2 separate regions of the Mus musculus genome follow, and region 1 is linked to region 2. A link is a contact called in public HiChIP or PLAC-seq data. All regions are on one chromosome and are shown on one strand. Each heading gives the region's core, a stretch centred on a gene start, on an enhancer-like site or on the middle of the called end of the contact. The rest is flanking DNA. Distances are from core to core; before and after follow the strand shown. Region 1 holds the start of Bcas3os1 (breast carcinoma amplified sequence 3, opposite strand 1). Region 2 overlaps Bcas3 (breast carcinoma amplified sequence 3).

Region 1 (6,442 bases), core at 1,238-3,737, 43 kb before region 2:
CCCGCCCCCAGGTCCCAGAGTACACATGGAGGGACCCAAAGCTCCAGCTACATATGTAGCAGAGGATGGCCTTATATGGCATCAATGGGAGGGGAGGCCCTTGGTCCTGTGAAGGCTTGATGTCCCAGCATAGGGAAGGGAGTGAGTGGCTGGGTGGCGACCCCCTCGTAGAAGCAGGGAGGTCTCGTCTTTTCCCTTTCCTATAGGATTATCATTTGATTATAGAGTAACTGCTGAATTACTCTATTGGGTTTATCCTTTTATTTCCCATCACTGCCGACTTAGGTACAGACTGAAACCAGGGTTTCATGTGCTCAGCAAGTGCTTGGCAGCTGAGCTACACACCCAGTCTGCATTCCCCCGGACTTTCCAAACAGCAGCTACATGGCCTCTAGAGAGGCCAAGGCAGAAAGATGAGTGTTCAGCTTTGTCCTTTCAATTTATTTTGTTTGTCTTTTGTTTTTGAGACTGGGTCTCACTTTGTAGCCATGGCTGGCCTAAAACTCATTATGTATATAGGGGCTGGCCTTGAATTCATAGAGATCTGCCTGCTTCTGCTTCCTGAGGGCTGGGATTCAAGTCACCATACCTAGCTTTGTCTCTCTCCATTTCTTACCTTTTCTCAATATACTGTATAGCTCGCATAGAAATGGTGTGAATAGACACCCTTGTTTCATTTCTCTTCATAAAAGAAACCTCAAGTGACAGGTGGTGGCACACACCTTTAATATCAGTGCTCAGGAGACAGAGGCTTAGAGCCAAGGCTACTGAGGGAAAACATGTCTTGGAAAACCAACAAAACAACCCCCCTAAAGAACAAAACCACCTCTGGCTTCATAAAACCAAAACAAAGCCCACCCTAAACACTAGGGCTCTGCCTGTTTCCTTCTATCTTTGAATCGTTAAACTAAGCCTAAAGTGCCGAAGAGTCATGCTAACGCCACACCAGTTGCTATGCCATCTCCGGATACCTCCGAAAGAACACATTCGAGGCGTTGGTAGTCCAGGCTAGCCTTAGAATACTGGAGGTAGCCAAGGTGCTCTTAAACTTCTGATCCTCCTGTCTCAGCCTCTCAAGTTCAAGGGCGATTAAGCATGAACCTCTGTGCCCAGATTCTAGAACCAGAAGCCTGCCAGGCTCTGGCCCAGCTGTGACCCCTGACTCAGGCATAGCTAGTTCAAACAAGAAGGTTCAATCTATTCCTGTGCATTTATGCGAAGACCAGCATGTCCACCCGAGATCATGAAGATGGTCCCATCCAACAGCACATCAGTTACCATTTTAGGTTTTGAAACTCGGGGGGAAAACATGCAGGGAAGAAATAAACAGCTTTTTTTTTTTTTTAATGTAATAACTGAAGAGTAATGAGGTTGGAAAACAGATGTGGACAGAGGGGAAATCTTGCTACAGTGTGGCCCACACAATCTGGGGAGGAATGATAAAAAGAAAAAACAACACAACTTTACAAGCTGTTTTGAGCCTGGAATTAAAAGGAGTAATCAAGCAAGGCTGCCTTATAAAGGGTCAAGGGGTAGCATCCTGCAGCGGAGAATAAGCAGAGCCCCTGCTCCTGGCCAGCTCAGGCCTCAGCCTGGGAAGAAAGGCTTCCCGGGGCAGCAGCTCTGCAGAGCAGATTCTTGATTCAGTGTTTAATAACTGCCATCTAACCTCCTTCCCCTGCCCACCCGCTCCCCAGGGAGGTACTTCCCTAATGGGTTAGCCCTTTTTAGTCTGGTTTTAGTCTCTGGCTCTTTATATTCTGAGTCGGGCAAGGGGGGGTGGGGTGGGGACCTCAGTCTATTCCTGTGACTTCCAGGCAAAATGTGTCAAATTAGATAAATGTGTCCGAGGCTGGGTTGCGAGCAGAGCACACTCACTCTTTCAATGGTCTCTTCCCACACCCCTTTCACCATGTCTGCCTCTCAGAGTCTATTCAAATGCATAAAACAATTCCAACTGAATCTTCACATGGGGTGTCTAGGGTTTTTTTGTTTGTTTGTTTGTTTGTTTGTTTTGTTTTTGTTTTTTTAAGCTTAGTATACATCACATTTGGGGAGCAACAGAGAGATGTGAATAGAGAGACCCCCAAGCCTGCCCTGTTTCTGAGGTTACCCACAGGAAGGCAACTCCCTTCTACGCCTGTGGCATTGTTTTGTTTATTACGCAGTGACTGTCAGGACACTTATCAGTTTACTAAACTGTGTTAGTCTGTACAGAGTGTCTCCCGACGTGGGGCTGTGAGAGAGCAGCCGTTGCAGTTGTCTGACTTGGCTTCTGAAAGCCTTCAACTACTGAAGTCCAGCCAGCATCTAATTTTACCCGTGAGTTCCAGGAGAGAAGAAAGCTGGTGGGAAGATTACAGAGTTCCTTGAAGCCCTGACCTACAACAGGAAGAGAGTTGTCAGCCGTCATGTCTCTCACCCTAAATTCCAAGGCAAACAACAGTGGCTGAACATTTTATAACACGTTCCCATTGTAAAATTGCATATTCCAGAAACCCGATGCTGGCTCCCTCATTTTCCATAGACCTCATGTAAGTACCAGCGCATGATCTTAAACTGAATATTTTTACTTGAGCTTTTCACTTCCAATTTGTCGAATGTACTTTGGCTTCTCTGACTTTCTTGTAAGGCGGTGGCAATCTGTTTTCACACTAACTCTTGTATGCATTCGGCTCATATCACTGAATTGGCGACCTGGGAATCTCTGAGGACACTGGTGTAAACGAATCACCACCGGGGTCTCAGGGGCTTTCTGTAAAGAGCGGGAGAAGGAGACTTTCCAGGTCTTTCGGCTCACCCGTCAGCAAGTTACTTCACTTCTCCTACACTCACCTGTGAAACGGGTGTATGAACAGCCGCGGCAGGGCAAATGTGAGGACTGATGACAGCCTACTTCGAGGGAGCTGCGCACAGTGCTTAACACAGAGAGGCATTGTCAAGTCTGTCCAAAGCAATGGGGAGAGTACCCACAGTCCTGCTCGGTGAGATGCCACAGTGGCACTCCTTTGGACAAAAGATGACCTCAAGTGCCCTAGAAGCACTAAGGGGATCAGCCAACAGGAGAGTTGGAGAGATAGGGGGTGTCTGGTGTCTACGGGAGATCTCCAACCTGATTGCCCTAGGCCAGGAATGGACAAGTGCCCACTCGAAGGCTGGTGCCCTTGGAACAGAACATGAGCCTCTTAGAAGTAGGTTGATGGAAAGGAAAAAACAAAATGGCTGGAAAAGTTCAACAGGTTCATTGAGCTCCAGATGCTAACCAACCTGCTTTCAGGGGTAGCACTTCCCATTGTTGCCAGAGACCGGTAAAGGACGGTAACAGACAACCTCAGCTTGGCCTGTGAGACAGATCACCTGGGCCCAAGCCCTGCAGCAATTACTGTGCTATGAAAGGCGGAGCTGGACTCTAATAAGTGAGAACAAAGAGCCAACCACCCTGGAACATTTAGCAGACCTCTGGGTCATTATCTGGCTCAGTTTCAGTGTTCTCAAATTCTGTGTGCTCTCGAGAAGAATGGAGATCCACAGATTAGTCCTCTGGGCACCCCTTATTATCCTCAGGTCCCTTCAAAATAAAAACACAAGTAAAAGTAAAACCCATCTAGCAGCTGCTACTACTTCAGCACTGACAGCATACTGGGTGCTACCTTTGCAAGAGGGAACCAGTTAGAAAGGGCTCAGATATAGAAAAGTGATATCCAGTACCAGCCAGGGAACAGCAAGGTTCTTTCTGGCACCCAAACAAGCTCTTTAGGAGAGAAGGGCTGTGCATACATAGACCCTTGGGTTTAAGAAGGAAACTCATCATCTAATCAGAAATGAAACAAGAATCCTCAAGAGCTCAAGGCTCATGGCAACATCTGTCAGTCTAGAATGGATTAATAAAATTACAAGGGATGGTAAAAATCTTATCTCAGAGGAATTACAAACACAAGTCCATATGCTACAACAGGATGGGACAGTCAGTGGTCAATATTTGGCCAGTGTTCTCTGTTTCCTCCCCTGTAAGACCAGAACACATGACAGAGGGCATATCCCAGGCCCATCACCCTTATTAGAAGGCCAGGGCGTAAGGAGTGAGCATCTTTCTGCTATAATACTTAATCCATTTTGTGATGTGTTCATGGGAATTTTGGGGAAGACCCTGCTGGAAGGAGGGCTCGTCAGAGGCGAGGGGCACGAGCACATGAATGAAGCTAGGAAGGTAAGGCATGCTAGGGAGATGCTTAGTAACAAGTCTGTCACACACACAGGGCTCCTCTAGGCAAGAAGTGGGAGTCGAGACGGAAAGCATCAGTTAGAACTGAAGTGGAAACAAGAGTTTGGGAAGTGTGTGCACACGGCATGTGCATTTCACTGAACAGTCATGAGCCCCCTGAGCAGCTTGTTGCTCGTGTTTGAACAGACTAAACGAAGGTCTCATATTTGTTGCAAGGCTGTCACTTCTTGGATTATATGATGGGTGGTCCCAGATCCATTTCTTCCATCATACCTCAATTGAGACATTATTTAAAGGCAGCAACATATAAGTCAACTGTCTTTCATCTCTAGGATGGAACCCCAGGGTCCTGAACATGTTACACAAACCTTTACCACTGAATTATGTTCCTAACCCTTGGCTTTGAAAGACAGTGTATGTTAGACTTGAACTTGCTAAAAGCCCTGGATGGCCTTGAGCTGACAATCCTCCACCTCCAACTCTAGAATGCTAGGCTCACAGGTATGTACCACCATCTGGTTCATTAAGGTTTTTGAGGAGAAAAATGCGTTGACATGAGAAAACTTCAGTTATTTTGGTTAAGATTCTTGCATGACTACTGGAGTATTCTAGTTAGGAGAGATTGAGTATATTTGTAAAGAAATGATTGAGTGCATGTGAAGAAATGACTGAAGATGTGTCAAAAGCCAGGATCAGTCTCTTTATCAGCTATATCATTTTTGTGCTGTTTTCTAAGCTTTAAGGCAAACATCTAGAGGTTTTTGAGAGGACCTGATGACTTTCATGGAACCATACTTAAGAACTACACTGAGTTCTTGCCTTTCTGCAGGTTGACGCCTGGGGTTGCTAATAGTTCTTGGGCCATAGGACAGAAATAACCCTAAACCTCTTAGGTTCCTTATGAAGTGACTGTTTTATGTGGCCCTGTCTCCAGCTGGCATTACCATCTAACTCCTCTGTGCCTTCCTTGGCTATCTCCAGCTGGCATTACCATCTAACTCCTCTGTGCCTTCTGGCTATCTTCAGCTGGCATTGCCATCTAACTCCTCTGTGCCTTCCTTGGCTATCTCCAGCTGGCATTACCATCTAACTCCTCTGTGCCTTCTGGCTATCTTCAGCTGGCATTGCCATCTAACTCCTCTGTGCCTTCCTTGGCTATCTCCAGCTGGCATTACCATCTAACTCCTCTGTGCCTTCCTGACTCAGCGTCTTCAAAGGAACCAGGCAGACATCGATCTCTGACACCTTGAACTCCCCAGACAAAGACATCCACAGAAAGCAAACCAGAGAAGAAACTGCTTAGGGCTTGATGGCAAGAGACTTAATGACCTCTGTAGGGTGGTCTAGGTCAGGGCCTCTGAAAGTAAATCTACAACTTTCCTGTCAAAAAGTGCCTCCATCGCATAAAGCCACCGGGCCACTTGGCTCATGCCTACCAGCAGAGGTTGAGGGTGTGGTGGGTAACATACAGTCACTAAGGAAGGTTTAAGAAAAAGTCAGAAAGTATAATATAAAGGATATAATTGTGATTTGGAGGTTCAGAAATCTGTTTAACCAGGATCCATTTTTAAGGGGAATGAGTGGTACAGTCTTTAAAAGTCTAGGAGGAAATATGTATACAGTAGCTTGCCAAGAAAACCATCAAGAACTCAAGTTTCCTTCAAGTTAAAGCCCATCACTTAATAAAATAATAAGGTATCATTCACTGAACATCTAAACAAATTGCTAGGATGTTACCACAAACAGCTCAGGGAAGAGAATACTGTGGTGAGCTTCCCACATAAGCAGCTACAGCAGAAATCCTCTAAACCCTACACACAGTATGGCTAAAACAGTCTATAAAAGAATGCTGAAGAACGACCTTTCTGTTGGAAAAGCTTCGCCCTCAGCAGACACAGCAGTAAAGCCATCTACCCAGGGAGAGGTACGGAGCCAAGTCTCCTCTGATTTCAGGGCTGACACCTACTCCTTGCTCATGAGGATATGCACACTGTGGTGCAGAAGTCTCTGCCTCCCTAGTAGCTGCATGTGATGCTTTGGCAACAGTGGCATGGAGAGGAAACAGGAAAGCAGAATGCAGAGCCAAATAGAGCATGGCTGGGGAAAGCAGTTTAGTCCCGCTCATCCAACTGCCCTCCTTCCTTCCTCCCCCCCCCCCCCCCCCGACTCTCTGAGACAGTATCTCAGTACACACCTGGGGCAAGCTTGTACCCTGTGATC
Region 2 (6,870 bases), core at 3,066-5,565:
GCTAGTAAGACACAGAAATCTGTTTCGGCTTCCCCTATGCTGGGATTACTACAAACACTCGGCATTTCACACATGGGTTATGGGGACTGAATACATGTCCTTGTGCTTATAAGGCAAGTATAACCTCTGGGTGTTCTCTGGAGCACCTTAAACACACACACACACACATCTAACAATATCCTTACAATGTATGCATATGTATGTGGTATATATGTGTGTATGAGGATATAAACATACACATGGCATACATGCGCCAAGAGGAAGAAACTGAAAGTCTTCACTGGCTGTTCTTTGCCTTGTTCCCTATGAAGTCTCTCACTGAATATGAAGCTTGCCAGTTCGGGGCAAGGCTAGTGGCTAGAAAGCCCCAGCAATCCCCCTATGTATGCCACTTCACTTCGTTGCTGAGATTACAGGGCTGAGTTGCCACAGCAAGGTTTGTCCATGGCTGCTGGGAAATTGGATTTACATCCTATGTTTGTGCAACCATCTCATTCATACCCTAAAACTGTATTCCAACAGCCTTCAGCCACAAATACAATGAGTGACCAACTGAATGACAGCAGAGCAAGTAAGGCCTTTTGATTACAGAGAAGAGAAAGCACAGGGGAGCTGAGGGGATGTTAAAATCACTCCCTGTCCTCTGAGGACAGAGAAGGTCTCCTCACTGACCCTCGCCCTCTCTCCTTCAGGGTAAGGAGGCCTGAAGGCAGGGAGCCGATGACCCATGATAGGCAGTGAGAAAATCCTTTTGGTTTTGAGGAATGAGGGCTGCACACCACTTCATCCACCTGTGAGGAACCCGTCTTGACCAGGAAAGAAGGAAGTCCTGGAAAGTGGAGTCTCCATGTCCCTCAGTACTTCTGGATGAGGGATGGCTTGGGGCACTAGGAGCTGAGAAGGTCCTTTGGCTCCAGGCAGTCAGTATGTAATTACTCAGCTAGAAAAACACCTTATGATCCTCTTTAACAGCAGCTGCTGGCCGGGGAGAACGTTCAGTGACTAGTTAGTGTTCAACACCCTGATTTAGTGGCTTTGAGGCTTTTGCTTATCTGACTCTTGGCCACAAGGCATGAAGACATTCAGATTTTTCCTCTTTTAATTTTCTACTACACTGCATGTATATATGTACGTACAGATGCATGCACACACACCACAGCAGTGTTACAGTTGAGGTCAGAGGACAACTTGCAGGAGTCCCAGATATCAAATTGAGCTCACCAGGCATGGCGGCATGTGCTTCTACCCAACTAACCCATCCCTCCTTCCCTCCCTCCCTCCCTCCCTCCCTCCCTCCCTCCCTCCCTCCCTCCCTCCCTCCCTTCCTCCCTCTCTCCCCCCTCTCCCTCTCCCTCTCCCTCTCCCTCTCCCTCTCCCTCTCCCTCTCCCTCTCTCTCTCTCTGACACAAGGTTTCTCTGTGAACACAGTGAACTCACTCTATAGACTGGGCTGGTCTCAAACTTGGCCATTTACCTTCCTATGCCTCCTGAATGCTGGGCGATGCACTATTACCTCTTGGCTTTTTTTCTCTTGAGAATAGGTCTTCTTTTGTAGCTTAGGCTGTCTCTGAACTTATAATACTCCTGCCTTCCCCTCTCTACTAGCTAGGTTATAGGTTCATGATATTGTACATATTTATAAGTGTTGCCTTTCTAATGCTAGCTCTTTTTTTCAAAGCTTATCCCCAGCATTCACTCTTTAAAGAGTACTGAATATAACTGAACACACTCTGAGGGAACATTTCTATATGGCTCCCTGAGGGACACTTCGAGAATCAACAAGCCACCATAAGAGAGACACTGCACATGCCCTTGCACAAAGGGACCCCTCCTCTTCCTGGACATTTCCTTCCCCCGTAGCAATGATTTTACACCTACTGAATCAATGGGTGCTGATAGTTCTGATGAGACAGGGTTACAGTTTAGCCTTTCTACTATTCTATATTTTGGCAAAATCTGACTCTTTCTTCTTGAAACTGACAGGGACAGCTACCAACCCTGGGTCTCATTAGCACCCATCCTGCCTCAAATGCAGGCTGCATTGCTTTCACCCCAGCTCAGCCTCTTTAAGAAGGAACCGCAGTAGTTCCACTACAAAATGGTGCAAGGGAGCCACCTAAAAGGGTGGGCGGTCTTCGTAAATGGACAGGAAACAGAAGATGAATATTGGGCGGATGACAGACCCCTTCACTGGCCTTCAAAATACAAGCTGTTCTATTAAACATAGGGCCATTATGCTGGCTGGCCATCCACTTTAAACCCCACAGTGATTAAAATGCTGGCAGGAAATGAAAGCTCTCTATTGAAGGTCCTTCCCTGAGGTCCTAATTTCAAACCAACTTTTACAGCACCGCACAGGAACAAAGGAGGCCCAGTCTTCTCAGCCCTCTCTTTGTCACTTTGGACAAAGACACCCCCTCATATTCCTCAAGGAACAATGGCCTCTGTAGAGCCATAGCCACGCCAAGAATGGGCACAAACCATACAGCAACACATTTTAAAAATACATTTTACACTGCCCTTGACATTTCAGATAAATAGAAACCACTGCGTTGAAATTCCAACTATTCCATCCTTTCCCTCCACCCTTCGTCTTTATAATGAGAATTTTCCCATTTTCCCAGTCTACTTGATCTTTGGCATTCTGGCCTCTGTGACTGGAGGACACAGACGAGTAGTCAAATAAATGAATTATTCAGATAATTACATTCTATTAAATAATCACCGTAACTGAGACAATCGCATGGTTTTTCAGTACACAGTAAGGAGACAAGGTCGCCTCCAAACCTTTTAAAATTGATGTCACTCTTGGGCCATCTGTACTCCACAGCACAACATAAGCAAGGCAGGAAAACATGCTTATCAGAATGGAATTTTCTTTTTCTTCACTAGTTGTTGTTTCGGGGTGGCCTTTTGTTGTTGTTACATTTTTTTTTTCCTGCTTCTTCCTCAAACAGCTTTTGGGTTTTTACTTAACCTCCCCAGACTCACCCTTCTACACAGGCGATGTTTACTTGGGGTTGGCAAGCTGGGAGCAGCTGCTGGTTTCGGAGGGATGGAACAGGAGCCCACATGTTTAACACGGGTGCAGTCTGGAAGGTGAGGTATTACTCGGGGTATCCCTTGTTGAGAATACACATTAAACATCTAAAGGATCGACCCGGGGGTCCATGGGAGATGCCATGTGGTTGTTCTCTGCTGTTTCTTTCTTTCTGTTTCTTTTAGCATTTTGTCTGTAGCAACAAAGCTGCTCCTGGAGCACTTCCGTCGGATGTGTGCCATGTGTCTGCAGAGAGAACTCAGTGGGCTTCCAAAGGTTCCGAGTTCAAACCCCAGCAACCACATGGTGGCTCACAACCACCTGTAATGAGATCTTACGCCCTCCTCTGGTGCGTCTGAAATCAGCTACAGTGTACTCATGTACAATAATAAATAAATCCTTTTAAAAAAGAAAGAAAAAGCCACAAGGAAATATTCCTGAGGGTGGTCACTGTAATTGTGTTTATGAAGCACAAGGATGAACAGCACTCTATAGGACAGAGGACTGTGGGTGCTCCTGGGCTAGCAACCGGGAACAAGACTAAGGGTTGTGTTGCCCATATTCATAATCTTGAATTGGCTCCCATCTGTCAGAACAGTAACAATGACTACTACACTAAGTGCTATGGTGAGCAGTCGATGACTGGACACGCCTGTGCCTGTGCGTTACCCATTACTGCTGATGAGCAGAGCAGACATGTGCACTGAAGAGCAGGGATGAGGAACACAGGAGACAGAACCACTGATACAACAGGGCGAGGATAGGGAAGGAAGCAGGACCGAACTCTTTGTGCATTGAACAGTTTGGGGTCCTGTTTTAGAAGCAGCGACTCTGTTGTAATTATTTGGAGTCTGGCTGAGATGGCATCTTGATCTACACAGGACTCACCTGTTTAGTCACCTGGTCATCTGACACATTTAGGAAGTGCCTACCATTAGGAGTGCTAGAAAGAATGAACTACACAAATGCAGGAACACATCCTACAGAAGCTAAAGGGAGCCAGAAGTTAGGATTGTACTAGGTGCACATCTCAATTGACTCTTCAGTGGGGAAGAAGTCCAAATTCTATTGGTCTGCTGGGGAGAGATTGCCAGGAGCTTTGGGAGAATAACTCCTTTCTCCTTTGATCCTCTGCTCCCGAATATGAGCACAGACTGAGGGCTCAGGGACCATGAACCTACTCAGCTATGGGCTAAGAAGAGGTGAGCGTAGAGCACTAGCAACTTTCCATTTCCCACTTTAATACTGGGCAGAGCAGGCTGTGCCTGCTTGCCAAGGGCTTAAGAACAGGAAAGAGGCATAGCCTGGCTCTCACTGGGCCCAAAGCGGGGCAGGCCTGACAGCATGTGGGAGTAATCACCAACAGCAATTTGTTCCCCGTATGTCAAGGTCATCAACGTTCCTGCTGGGGAGCTGTTTCGGCCACGGCACCAGTTCCTGAGGATCACACAGGATCACCTATGGTGTTTGTCTGCCACTTCCCTCTACTGGCCTTCTCCAGAACGTTCTCTCTCTCTCTCTCTCTCTCTCTCTCTCTCTCTCTCTCTCTCTCTCTCTCTCGTGGTCTTGTTGGCCAATGGACAGTTCTATAGCTGCTCACTGTGTGGGGCCCACCAGAAGACCAGCTGGATTTGTTGAAATAAAACAAATTTTCCTTCCTTCCTAAACCACTTTTCCCCTCTGGCTGCATGGCTCTTAGGCAACACTGCTCTGCCTTGGGAAGGCGGGAAGAGAGAATTTGCTGTTTGTTTTGTTGCTTGCCCCTCCCCCCCCCCTTTAAGGCAGAAAAGAGAAAAACATCACACGTCTTTTCATATTTCCAAGTTTTGTGAATTGAAGAGAAAGCCAGGTGTAGCTGTTGCTTTTGGAACAGTGGCCTGAAGAGCTGAGGCAGGTGGCTGGCAGTCTATGTCTCAGTGCCCACTCCCTCCTTTCAGGCTTGGGCCTTGATTTCAGAGGGACTCAGCATTCCTAATACTCTCTTCTATCAGCCTGACTTTTTTTTTCAAATTTAAAAAATTTACTAGTTTCCACGCTCAGCTGACGAAAAGACGAACTGATATGGTGGGAAGTAGACCTGAAGGGAGGAAACAAGCCACTGTGTTTTCAAAGCAATTATATTCTAGAAATATTTAATGAAACAGCTATAAATCCTGCTTTTAAGAAAGTCACAGCAACCAATCTTGTTATTTTTAACATGGGTATTTTGGGTTTGAAAGATTCCACTTCAAGTTTCCCAAATTCAAGTTTTTCACATAATGCTTGGTCTGATACGTGTGGGAAAAAGGGACAAATCCAAACATGGAATATTATTTTTGAAAAATCCTGCACTATATGTAAAGGTCCCGTAACATGGGATATCTGAGTCTTCTGAACTGTTCACATGACCTCCCTTCTATTTATAGGCTGCAGCAATTCCCATTTGAATATGGAGGGATACCTTGTAGGAGAGCTTGGTTTAGTGCAAATAAACTTGAGGAAAGTGTTGACTTAAAAATAAAATGCTGGAGAGCATGGAGCGCTTCTTCCCCTCTGTGAAAATTTCCGTTATAGTTGTAAACAAAGGCAGGTTTGGCTCCCGAGGAGGCTCAGCTGAGCTGAGGAGGGCTAGGAGCACATCAAACCTCCCAGGGTGAGGAAATGTTTGTAAAACAGTTAGTAAATCACAGGCTGCTTGGGTCACCATGCTAAACAGCCGGGGACAGACTGCCAAAAGCCCAGCTGGGAACCAAGGGGGCTAGGCATGGCTGCACAGCCTGAACCCCTACTCCTAATGGTCTACTGGTTCCATCCCTCTGCCTCATTAGAGCTTCTGTGGCCATGGCTCATCACTGCTGTCCCCTATGGGAAGCCAAGATGGGACTTCTCCAGAGGGACACTTACTTAGCCCTTGGGTCCTAGGGACAAGACTGAGGGTTCCAGCTGGAAGCAAGAACAACCACCAGTGAAAAGAAGAGCATTGGCAGAGATGGAGCTAGAGTTGCTGGGAGTTACAAACTACCTTTTAAGTGTGTATACTTACTACTTCCCCACAGAGGCCATGCGGTTTCCCTCGGTTCTTCTGCAGATTTTCTAGGAATGTGGAACCAGTAAGCTGTTCAAAAGCTCACTGGGCCTCCTCTTCTCCACAAAGAACTGCCCAATGAATACACTCTAAAGTCTTGCTGCAGTGGGGTTTGATGACTAACATTCAGTTCTCTTCCTCCAAAAAAATACCTTCTTAAAACGGTGTATTTGTTTTCTACAGTGAAAGCAGTCTGCCCATGAACTGCTACTGTGTACTACAGCTAGGTTATGAATGCAGAATAAAAAGCAGCCTTCAAAGGAGAAGGATCGTGTAGATAAAATGAATGTGGGATACACAGAAGGATGTACCCTTAAAAAAAAATGAAGGAGAGGGGAAGGGAAGGAAGGGGAGGCAGGGGGAGCAGAGATGGGAGAAGGGAAGGCAGACCAGACAGGAGGGAAGGAGGGAAGGAGGGAAGGAGGGAAGGAGGGAAGGAGGGAAGATGACGGAAGGGAGAAAAAGAAAGAAGGGAGAGAGTCATCTTGAAATTGTAAAGAAAAGCACTCTTCCTAGGAGCTGCCTAAAAAGTAAGCTTTGTTTTTACAGAGCTTGGATAATAGGCACAGGCACAGGCACAGGCACAGGCACAGGCACAGGCACAGCAGGCACAGGCACAGCAGGCACAGGCACAGGCACAGGCACAGCAGGCACAGGCACAGGCACAGCAGGCACAGGCACAGGCACAGGCACAGGCACAGCAGGCACAGGCACAGGCACAGGCACAGCAGGCACAGGCACAGGCACAGGCACAGGCACAGCAGGC

What was found. HiChIP or PLAC-seq counts read pairs in DNA pulled down with a chosen protein or histone mark.
Region 1: a contact with region 2 is called in a KLF4 HiChIP or PLAC-seq map of embryonic fibroblasts, with 14 read pairs. The contact joins the promoter of Bcas3os1 here to the enhancer-like site in region 2. A contact is called at or near these places in 3 of 39 promoter capture datasets (cranial neural crest, frontonasal cranial neural crest and maxillary cranial neural crest), 4 of 484 Hi-C or Micro-C datasets (the N1E-115 cell line, bone marrow-derived dendritic cells, nephron progenitors and 1 more) and 5 of 115 datasets of contacts at active chromatin or transcription factors (the HPC-7 cell line, bone marrow-derived macrophages, embryonic fibroblasts and 2 more).

The regions. Positions count from the first base shown.
Region 1 is chr11:85,715,789-85,722,230 of GRCm38.p6, reverse strand. It overlaps Bcas3os1 (breast carcinoma amplified sequence 3, opposite strand 1), which reads left to right and starts at 2,487. Exons shown (of 6, transcript NR_045875.1): 1 at 2,487-2,534. The region is part of intron 22 of Bcas3 (breast carcinoma amplified sequence 3); the gene reads right to left. RefSeq lists enhancers at 1-4,160, 5,849-6,442.
Region 2 is chr11:85,674,301-85,681,170 of GRCm38.p6, reverse strand. All of the region lies in intron 22 of Bcas3 (breast carcinoma amplified sequence 3), which reads right to left. Among named protein-coding and RNA genes, the nearest start is that of Bcas3os1, 42 kb to the left of the region's middle. Within about 2 kb of position 4,315, at least 20 of the 459 cell types and tissues checked have an H3K27ac peak or open chromatin away from gene starts, as enhancers often do.